Regions from separate parts of the Ovis aries genome. Here region 1 is linked to region 2. The links are chromatin contacts, called in public Hi-C maps. All regions are on one chromosome and are shown on one strand. Each heading gives the region's core, a stretch centred on a gene start, on an enhancer-like site or on the middle of the called end of the contact. The rest is flanking DNA. Distances are from core to core; before and after follow the strand shown. Region 1 has its middle 35 kb from the start of RBM20. Region 2 has its middle 17 kb from the start of SMNDC1.

The links. Hi-C and Micro-C count contacts between places; a contact is called where the count stands out from the background.
Region 1: a contact with region 2 is called in a Hi-C map of mixed tissues, with 3 times the contacts expected there. The contact joins two enhancer-like sites. A contact is called at or near these places in 2 of 16 Hi-C or Micro-C datasets (mixed tissues and skin fibroblasts).

Annotation. Positions count from the first base shown.
Region 1 is chr22:30,689,279-30,694,982 of ARS-UI_Ramb_v3.0, forward strand. No RefSeq gene overlaps it. Among named protein-coding and RNA genes, the nearest start is that of RBM20, 35 kb to the right of the region's middle. Within about 2 kb of position 4,278, at least 7 of the 54 cell types and tissues checked have an H3K27ac peak or open chromatin away from gene starts, as enhancers often do.
Region 2 is chr22:30,434,722-30,440,427 of ARS-UI_Ramb_v3.0, forward strand. No RefSeq gene overlaps it. Among named protein-coding and RNA genes, the nearest start is that of SMNDC1, 17 kb to the left of the region's middle. Within about 2 kb of position 1,315, at least 3 of the 54 cell types and tissues checked have an H3K27ac peak or open chromatin away from gene starts, as enhancers often do.

The DNA of each region.
Region 1 (5,704 bases), core at 3,028-5,527, 260 kb after region 2:
AAATTTTAGAGCATTTCAGTCACCCCAAAAGCAACACTGTACCAGTCAGCAGCCACTCTCCATCTCCCTTTCCTCTTACTAGTTCCCTGGCAACCACAAATTTATATGGATTTGCCTATTCTGGACATTTCATGTAAACAGAATTATACAATATAGGACCTTTTGTGACTAGCTTCCTTTATTTAGCACATTTTCAAGGTTCATTTATAGTGTAGCACATACCAGTATTTGATTCCATTTTATTGCTGAATAATATCCCATTGTATGATCATACAGTTTGACTCATAAAGAACATTTGTTTGAACTGGTCAGGTCCGTTTATACTTGGATATTTTTTTCAATATAGTTACCTGTATTTTCATTTTATGGATCATTTCCTTTGTTTTTGAGGCAGAAATAGCATTACTTGAATTTCCAGCTCTAAGGGGAAGTCAGCACCCCTAACCTTTCTGTTGTTCAAAGGTCAACTGTATACTGTGTTGTTTAATCATTCATTCATTAGTTGGACATTTGGGTTGTTTCTACCTTTTGGCTATTATAAATAATGCCTCTGTGAACATCTATGAACAAGTTTTTGTGTGTTTTCGTTTTTCTTGGGTATTTACCTAGGATTGGAATTGTTGGGTCATGTGGTATGTTTAATATTTTGAGGAATTGCCAAACTTTTCCAAAGGAACTGTACCATTTTATATTTCTACCAGTAATTTGTGAGGGTTCTGGTTTTTCCATATCCTCACCAACACTTAATCTCTCTTTTTGCTATAGCTGTTCTTATGTGAAGTGGTATCTCATTGTGGTTTTAATTTGCATTTTCCTGATGACTAATGATATTAAGCACCTTTTTATATACTTACTGGTCATTTATGTGTCATCTTTGGTGAAATGTCTGTTCACATGTTTTGCCCATGTTTAAATTCTGTTAACTCGTGTTCTTATTATAGAATCATAGTTTATATTATTATAGGATACTAATAACAGAAGTGGGAGTTTTTTATATATTATGGATACAAAAGTCCGTTGTCAGGTGTGTGACTTGTAGATATTTTTTCCCAGTCCTTGTCTTTTTACTTTCTTATGATAAGAAGAAGCATAACATTTAAAAGAAATAAACTCATTTGTCCAGATTTCCACTTGAGGAAATTTCCTCCTAAGGCCTCCAGTCAGATTGGACTAGGGCCCACTCTTTCCAGCCTTACTGTAACTTGATCACCTCTTTAAAAGTCCTGTCTCCGAAACAGTGATATTTGGAGGTAGTGGGGTTGGAACTTAAATGTGTGCATTTGCTCATGGGGGTTGGGGGGATACAATACATTGTGTGCAAGAGACACAGGTTTGATCCCTGGGTCAGGAAAATCCCTTGGAGTAGAAAATGGCAACCCCTCCAGTATTCTTGCCTGGAAAATCTCCATGGACCGAGGCACCTGGTGGGCTACAGTCAATGAGCCCACAAAGAGTTGGACACAACTGAGAGACTGAGCGCACACAGGTACAGTAGATTGTTTATATTTTACCATAATATAACTGATCTTCCTAAGAGAGAATTTGGTTCAAGAAATAGAATTCTAAGACCCCATTCAAAGGGTTATGTAAGCACAGTATCCTTCTAACATTCCTAAAATGTTTCTTAAGCATGTCCCCAGGAATATTCATTACAATCACTGCAGATGGTGACTGCAGCCATGAAAGTAAAAGACACTTCTTGGAAAAAAAGTTATGACCAACCTAGATAGCATATTGAAAAGCAGAGACATTACTTTGCTGACTAAGGTCCATCTAGTCAAGGCTATGGTTTTTCCAGTGGTCATGTATGGATGTGAGAGTTGGACTGTGAAGAAAGCTGAGCACCGAAGAATTGATGCTTTTGAACTGTGGTGCTGGAGAAGACTCTTGAGAGTCCCTTGGACTGCAGGGACATCCAACCAGTCCATTCTAAAGGAGATCAGCCCTGGGATTTCTTTTGGAAGGAATGATGCTAAAGCTGAAACTCCAGTACTTTGGCCACCTCATGCAGAGTTGACTCATTGGAAAAGACTCTGATTCTTACAAGGATTGGGGGCAGGAGGAGAAGGGGATGACAAAGGATGAGATGGTTGGATGGCATCACCGACTCAATGGACATGAGTCTGAGTGAACTCCGGGAGTTGGTGATGGACAGGGAGGCCTGGCGTGCTGCGATTCATGGGATCACAAAGAGTCGGACACGACTGAGTGACTGAACTGAACTGAATGGACATTGAAGAACCGACTCATTGGACAAGTCCAAGCATCAGGGAAAGGTTGAGTGCAGGAGGAGGAGGGGGCAACAAAAGTTGAAATGGTTGGATGGCATCACCGACTCAATGGATATGAGTTTGAGCAAAATTGGGAGATAGTGAAGGACAGGGAAGCCTGGCGAGCTGCAGTTCATTGGGTTGCAAAGGGTCGGACTTGACTGAGAGACTAAACAGCAACAAATGGAGACTGAGTGGTATATAGTTTATGATCTATAACTTGGCCCTGATATAATCAAGCCTCCATAGTCAAGAATTTAGCAGGGATGTTATAGGCATGGCATCATTCTAGAACTTGCTCATCTTAAGCATCTCCCCAAGAGTGTAAATGAGACTTAAGTGAGTTTATAACAGTAAGCACCTAAACAGTGAAACAATATAAATGTAAAACCCATTTTCCTTTCTATATCTCATCATTTTTATATTATGTAATTTTTTGGTCTCTCTCTACACACCTTATAGGATCTTAGTTCCCTGACCAAGGATTGAACCTGGGCCCCTGACAGTAGAAGGATGGAGTCCTAACCTAGTGGACCACTAGGGAGTTCCTCATAAATTATTCTTAATGAACAGAAAAATGTGAAAATCCTGGAATATTTGGCTAACCCAGAAACTCAGAGGAAGGACAGAAATTCACCAAAGGAATTAGCCAGTGATTCATAAATCGAAAAAGGGTTTCTCTCTGTTCTGACTTTTCCACTCTGAGATTTTACTATTATTTACAAAGTACTAATAGATTGGAAGAGTGTGTATGTTACATGTAGTTTTGAAGAATATGGCATTTTTAGGTCACCTTACCAGCCAGACTTCCACAATTAACATTTTTGGGCATTTCTTTCAAATTTTCATGCAAAATTTTACAGTTAGGCTTATACTGGGTATATAATTTTATATCCTGAACTTTTTAGTTAGTAATACAATATGAAACATTCCTCTTTAATCTCTTCAGAAACAAAATTTAATAGCCACAAAATTCTGTCAGAAGTACCCTAATTTACTTAAATATCTCCTGTTGGATGCTTAGATTGTTTCAGCAACAGTGCCAAAAACAAAACCCCCAAAATGAGCATTTTTACCCAGAACCCTGGAATTTAATTTTCTCAGGATAGAAAACTGTTTAATTTTTTGCACCTTTTTTAAACACATGAAATATGGAATGATTAGCTCTTTGTCCTCCCTGGTTAACTGAAAATAGGGGAGCTGTTCTGTACAGTGTTGATTGGTTCTCCATGTTACACCCAGTAACGGATTTCAAAGGGTGAGTCACCACCATCTTCTGTTTGATCAAAACCGTCCCCTCCCTACCCTTCTCCCCTTTCCTTTAGCTCTCACCTATTTGGGTGCACTCTGATCTCTTGTCTCCCTGAACATCCTAGGGGGCTGGGTTACTCCTGGCTGCCAGTCTTCTCTGCATGAAAGATGCCAGTGTTGCTCCATAAATCTGCCACCTTGTGGCACTTGGTCTCCCCTTCCTAGAGACAGAGAGTCTCCTGGGTGTAAGAGCCCTTGTAGCAGCCAGTAACTGCACAGGGATATGAGGCAGCATAGAGATTAGGGTTTCAAGGGAAACGTGGATATATTTACTCCCCCAAGTCATCACATTGGCTGGTATAAGTCTGTTAGCATTTGAATGTTATCTTTTATGGATTCTGTGTGGTTTAGACCAGTGCCTGGCATGTTGCCTGGCTCCGGGAGTTGGTGATGGACAAAGAGGCCTGGTGTGCTGCCGTTCATGGGGTTGCAAAGAGTCGGACACGACTGAGCGACTGAACTGAACTGCAACTGAACTGAAGGCCACAGAAGCGGTTATTGTGTAACATAGGGAAGGGATCATGTTGCTTCTAAGGCAGAAACCTGCTAGGAGAGGTTTTCTTTTTAAAATAGGAATCTGTCATGCCACCTCAGAATTAGAAATAATGATTGCGTAAGATTTTTGGTAAGTTAGAGGTTTGCTGCAGCTGTGCTTTGCTCCTGATATTCTAAATCCCAAATTAGTTCATTTATTTCCAGAACCACTAGAGGGGGCCCTTCCCACATGCCAACGCCTCCTTTTTTCAGTCTATAGTTTTCAAACTAGTTTCCTCTTCAGTTCCTTAATTACTAGAGTTTCAGGAGCAATGAGAAGGTTGAGGTGTGCTATTTTTGAGATTTCCCTGTTGCAGAAGTTTGAGCTAAGTGTTAACTGCTTGCAGTTCAGTCATAAACTGGATGCCTTCAGCCAAGGTGGCTAGTGCTTGCAATAGGTTGTATTGTTGCTATTTAGAAAGCTATGCTGCAGATACTTAACAGAATCTTGTTAACAAAATGGCAACCCCTTCTTGCAATAGCCCTACTTGTTTCTCCTCAAAGCAGATTTTTTTTCTGTTTGTGACTTCTGAATCCTGTAGACCCAGAAGAGACTGTCTTTGTTTCCCCTGTTTGCTGCTGCTGACTTTCACCTTGCATCCCTTAATGTAAACAGCTTCACCTATGACATTGCATTTCAGTCTACCATTTCATCATCATCCCTCCAACACAACTCTGAGTCAGAATCAGGGTCTCTTACATTCTTTCACAGAATGATGACAATACTTGCTGGTTGGTTTTCTAAGAAACCTTCTTAGCACTCCAGTAGCCTTGGAGAAAGTACTATTATCCCTCTTACGGATTTTCCCAGAAGTCCAGTTTCCATACTGCTGAAGAGTAAAGTGTTCATCCTCTTGGGAAGCAGGTGTGAGGGAGCATGTGTGCCTGCTTGTGCACACGCACGGCCCTGCCTTCTGTTCCTCAGCTGGAGTCAAACAGTGACCTTAACCTTGGCCCCCGCTAAAGCTACATCTATGACTCTGATGCAAATAACTGGCGCTAGCGTGGCCTTACAGTGACCTGGAGTTTTTAAGGTACAAGTAGAGAAATAAGCAACATGGTCTTTTACTTCTGAGGTAAGAATGTCTTGTCTTTCATCTCAAGTGTGAGATTAAAGCTCTGGAACCTTCAAGAAAGAGAAACAACTGAAGCTGCATGCCAACGAGGTCTTCCCAGTGACGTTTTGCTTTCTTTCTTTTGTGGACATAATCCTGGAGTGTCTGCTGTCTAACCTCTGTCCTTGGCTGGATATTAAAAAGAATTGTTTGGGGACTTACCAGGCGGTCCAATAGTTAGGACTCAGTACTTTCACTGCCGGGGCCCTGGGTTCGATATCTGGTCAGGGAACTAAGATCCTGCAAGCAACACAGTGGGGGGGAAAAAAAAAGTTTGATTTCAGGTGGTCATCTTGATCCCTTGGGACAGAAGCATCTTTGCCATGAATTGAATTTATACAGTTTAACTTTGTGTGAGTTAATAATAGTAACTAATTACCTACTATACTAGACAGGGGTTTCCCTGGTGGCTCAGTGGTAAATAATTCACCTGCCAATGCAGGAGACATGGGTTTGATTCCTGGGTCTGGAAGA
Region 2 (5,706 bases), core at 65-2,564:
CAAAAGTAGCATTACAAAGTTAAAGACAAGCCGCAGGCCACAAGAAAATATTTGCAGAATATTTTTTTTTAAATCCTGTGTATCGCTTCCTTTGTGGCTCAGCTGTTAAGAATCTGCCTTCTGTGCGGGAGACCTGGGTTCAATCCCTGGGTTGGGAGTATCCCCTGGAGAAGGGAAAGGCTACCCACTCAAGTATTCTGGCCTAGAGAATTCTATGGACTATACAGTCCATGGGGTCACAAAGAGTCAGAAGTGACTTAAAAAAAATCCTGTGTATCATTAAGAAAACAGATAAATAACCCAACAGAAACATGAAAACACTGGGGAAGAGGAGGAAGAAGGATATTCATGCCCATCATTCATATTTCTTGGGTCTTTTCGTCTAACCTAGATTTAGTAGACCCCCCTATGGGTCTGGAGAAGGCAATGGCTCCCCACTCCAGTACTCTTGCCTAGAAAATCCCATGGGCAGAGGAGCCTGGTAGGCTGCAGTCCATGGGGTCACTAAGAGTTGGACACGACCGAGTGACTTCACTTTCAATTTTCATTTCATGCATTGGAGAAGGAAATGGCAACCCACTCCAGTGTTCTTGCCTGGAGAATCCCAGGGACGGGGGGAGCCTGGTGGGCTGCCGTCTATGGGGTCGCACAGAGTTGGACACGACTGAAGCGACTTAGCAGTAGCAGTAGCAGCATATGGGTCTATCTAGAATGGGTTGGGTTTAAGCAACTCATCTGCCTAAACAAGGTCCAAATGTCTTCCAAACATTGTATTTCGCTTGCGGTCATTTCCAGCTCATCAGCATTATTGATTTCAGATTCACCATGAAGAGAAAACTGTAAAACTGATACTAAGAAAGTGATTCTCTGAACTTAGAGACCAACTTGAACCAGGAAAGATGGAACCTGTGGAAAGATTTGGCTCACCATGCTGAACAGGTGTGAGTCGTGATTAATTTTGAAGAGATGCCTCTGTGCCATCCCCGCCTGAGCTGTCCTCTCGAACATCCCTGCTCTTGCTGCCACTCCGCCTTCTATCTTCCAGAGCTGGGTGGGTACAGAGCTGGAGTCAGGTGAGCCAGCTCTCACACTGCCCTCACTGGCTTATGCCACTCCTGCCCTCTGTGGCCTGGCGTTCTCTTCCTGGGAGCTCCCAGACAATAACCATTCTCTTACAAAGTTTATCATATGACCTCTACTTGAAAAGTGTACACATATTCTGTTTTTCCCATTGCCAAAGCTAATCACCATATTAAGATTACCCTATAAATACCTCTTGACCTACTCTGAGTTCTCACGCTGAATCCATTTAATAATAACATAGAAAGAGCCCTTGAACCCTGGGAGAGTCAATATTCCTCAAGAGCATCCAGCCCAAGACACATATGGCAAGTCTGTTGCCAAGTCTCTATTTCTGAGAAACTCCTTTAGTACGAGGGAGACTCCTGTAGGCTTCACTAAAGCACAATTTAGATGCAGCAGAAGTAGAAACAGCAAAGGTGTACCAAAGTAGGAAAATAAGTTGTTAAAAGCAGTGAGTAATGATAGCGTGTTATTGTTTTTTTAATCAATTTCTGTCCTCATGTTTCTATGCACAAGGTGCCTCCATCAAGTGAGTGGGTGATGCTTGTCTGAGTCCTGCTGAGCGAGCCAGTGCTGTGTGACTCACCTTCCGTGATATCAGTAAAGCTCCAAGCCTCTTGCCTGGGAATTGACAAAGGAGACTCTATTCTGAATATGTCACTATTTGAATCTTTAAATGTAATCCAATTACCAGTCAACTGACAAACGTTCTCAATATTCTTCAGGTTGTTTCTAATCTAGCCTGGCTGGATTTTATTGGGTTTATGTGTGTTAGCTTTGAGAAGGAATGGAAATGCCTGCTTCTCTGAGATGATCATTAAGTACCACCCCCTCCCTCGTCCCCCACCACAGCTCGGGTAGAGCAGAAAGGTGATCTCACAGGGTTTTTCCACACAATTATTCTGATTTTTAAAACACAAGTATGTGAAAGCCCCAATCATTGCCTCTTAAAATCCCCTTTGTGTTCAAAGAGGAAGCTTGGGGAATAGTTTCAGCAAAGTATCAGGAGTATCAGATAGCACTGATTCACCCAGTTCTGGAAACAAACCTCAGTTTCTTCAATCATTGGTTCAAGACAAGAAAACTCGAAAAATGTGAAAACTTCCCTTTGTCGTGTACTAATTTGGCAACAAACCAGAGATCAGCCTGTCCTCTGACAAATGTGACACACGAATTTGACAAGTGTTCCATCTTGTTCTACCCCGGTTCATGCTGCTCCCTTCTGGCTACATTGCTCCCTGGGGTCTCTATTCAAGTCTTACTCATCTTTGGAGGTCCCACGCTCTCCTAGTAACCTTCCCCAACTTACTGGCTTAGAGGGAGCTTTTCCTCCCCTGAACTCTTCTGGCACTTATATCAAAATCTCTCAATTGACATTTAGTCAATTTCCAGGGTAGAGATTTCACCGAATTCTTATTCCCACACCTATGGGGGTGCTGGTGCTTTGCCTACAGTGCTGATGTGCGGTGTTGGCTGGGTGTCAGGATCACCTGTGCAGCTTTCAGGAATTACACATGTCCCAGTCTCACACCACACCTTCTGAATCAGGCTCACTACCTGGGTGATTCTGATTTACCCCTGGAGTGAGAGCTACCACTTTGCCATTATTGTAGGGATTACATGAGCTAATATGTTGAAGTGAAGTGAAGTGTTAGTCACTCAAAGGTGTCCAACTCTTTGCAACCCCATGAACTGGGGCTCTCCAGGCTCTTCTGTCCATGGGATTCTCCAGAGAAGGATACTGAAGTGGGTTGCCATTTCCTTCTCTAGGAGGTCTTCCCGACTCAGGGATCGGACCCCGGTCTCCTGCATTGCAGGCAGACTCTTTACTGTGTGAGCCACCAGTGAAGCTCTCTATAGAGATATGTTGGCAGGCACTTTTGTTTTTTTTATTAAACTCTAACTTTCATTGTAAATTACAGCTTGAATGCTATGGCTGCTTCCTAGCTCCACCTTCAGCCCCTAGCTCCTACTCCCTTGCTTTTCAACAGAACCTCTGTATGTTAGAGGGCTGCCCCTCCTCAACACAGTCCGCTTGCTTCAGGGGAAGTCCTCCCCACCCTCAGTGTGAGGTGAGGGGCTGAACAGTCTATGAGGTTAAGTCCATGGTTCAGGAACAGGTGTGTGACCCAGTTATGGCCACTGAGAAGCAAGAAGAGTGCTGAAGGCTCCTGGGAAGGGTCTTCCTCTTTACTCTTTCTCCTGTTATTATCTTTGTTACTGGCCGCCACCCTGTGGTCTTTCTCTCTCTCCCTCCCCTTTCCCCCTTTTCCAGAAGAGGGGAAGAAGGTTTAGGATGAATCTGTGAAAAATCTTGGATCGGTAATGTTGAGCAAAACAAACCTGAGTTGATCTCAATGTGGACTTCCGCATATGCGCACCAATAAATGCCTAATTGTTTAAAACAGTTCTGTTATTGTGGCTGAATTATCCTCCTAGACATACTTGTGTTTATTCCTTTGATCCCAAGTATCACCTGGCATAATGCCCTATTTAGTAAATTGTCAATAAGCATTTGTTGAATGAATGAATGCATATGAGCGCCTATATGTACAAGTACTGGAGACATAACAGCCTAACAAAACCTCAGTCTTCATGGATTTTGTATTCTAGTGGGAGTAAAACTGCATTTGTGGACCAGGTTAGCAGCTTCTCTACAGAAGCAAGTTTTATGTTTCCACTTCTTTAAGTAGTTGGGTTCAACACTCTGAGTTAGAAGAGGAACACTTGTCCCGAAGAGTCACTGCTCAGGAATTCACCTGACCACCAGAGTGACTTTTTGATGCTAAAGAAAAAGGAAATGACAAGTGACATCAAGAAGAATACTTTGTTCCCAAGTCTGTGACTCAGAGGAAAAACTACAGTGCTCTTACTACTATACCTCGGCTCCAGAGCATAAGACAGGAAATTGCAGAGGACCAAATGGGGAGTAACCATCTGGAAGGGCTAGGAAATCATGATTTTAATAAATGAATGGAATTTAAGGAAGGGAAAACCAATGACTTACTGAGTGTCAATCTGTGAGTGTGTGAATGGTAACCACAAGAGGTAGTGATCAGTTCATCTCCAGATCTTCCCTCTGTGTACCGCAGGCAAAGGGAGGATGTCCTCCCCTTAGAGATTGCCCTTCAGGCTCATGCTCAGTTGCTAACTCATGCCCAACCCTTTGGTGACCCCATGGACTGTAACCCACCAGGCTCCTCTGACCATGGGACTTTCTCAGGCAAGAATACTGGAGTGGGTTGTCTCCTCCAGGGCATCTTCCCAACCCAGGGATTGAACTGACATCTCCTGCATGGGCAGGCAGATTCTTTACCACTGAGCCACCAGGGCAGCCCCAGTGCCATGGTAAACTGGGGACTGGCCTTCGTTAGAGATCGTTCAGTACGGGACAGACCAGTTTAGATGTATTATTTGTGTATGCGATAGGATGATCTCATTCCTTTTCTGGGGTAGCAAATGCTGGTGAGGGTGAGTGCAGCCATCCCTGAAGACTGGAAAGGGCAGACTTTGTGAGCAGCAGGCCTAGTGACCTAGCCGGCTGATCAGAAAACAGACTTCTCTGATGATGGCCTAGTGGCTAAGACTCCACGGTCCCAGTGCAGGAGGCCCAGGTTTGATCCCTGGTCAGGTCACTAGATCCCACATGCTGCAACTAAAAGTTCGCATGCCACAGCTGAAAGAACCATAGGCTGCAACAAAGACAGGAGATCATGTGTGCCACAGCTAAAACCCGGCACAGCTAAACAGAAAAATAATAACTATTAAAAAAGATAAATGCCACCTCCAATCCACTGCCTCCAACTCCCCTCCCATCAAATATATTCTGGGGGAAAAAAAAGAAAGCAAATTCAGATGAGTAGGAAGGAGAAGTCTAGCAAAATGAGTTGAGGCACAAAATCATTACTGGGCTTCACTGGTGGCTCATTCAGTAAAGAACATGCCTCCAATACAGGAGACCACCTGCAGCACAGGAGCCCCGGGCTTGATCCCTGGGTCCGGAAGATTGCCTGGAGAAGGAAATGGCAACCCACTCCAGTATTCTTGCCTGGGAAACTCCATGGACAGAGGAGCCTGGCACGCTACAGTCCATGAAGTAGCTAGGATCAGACATGACTTAGCGACTAAATCATCAAAGCAAAGGTAAACACTCTAGACCTAGGAAGATGAGGGCTTCAGGGAGCAGGTGTCATTGAACCCTGACACTGGATAAATAAGTCAAGGGCATTGACTAAGGTCCTGAGATCAGGTCTTAGTAATTAAAGTCAGCACCAGCTTACAGACAGGAGACAAAGCATGACCCACACCAGGATAGGAGGTGTCACATAGACCTGGTGATAAGCTAATGGTTGTGTGAATGTTCAGTGGATCAATGAGCTCCTCAAGCTGTCCTGTGAGATGGCAGCAGTCGGTTTTATATCCTTAAGCTCTAAATGGGCTTCCTTGGTGGCTCAGACAAGAATCTGCCTGCAATGTGGGAGAACTGGGTTCGATCCCTGGGTCAGGAAGATCCTCTCAAGAAGGACATGGCAACCCACTCCAATATTCTTGCCTAGAGAATCCCATGGACAGAGGAGCCTGGCAGGCTACAGTCTATGGGGTTGCTAAGAGTCGTACACAGGA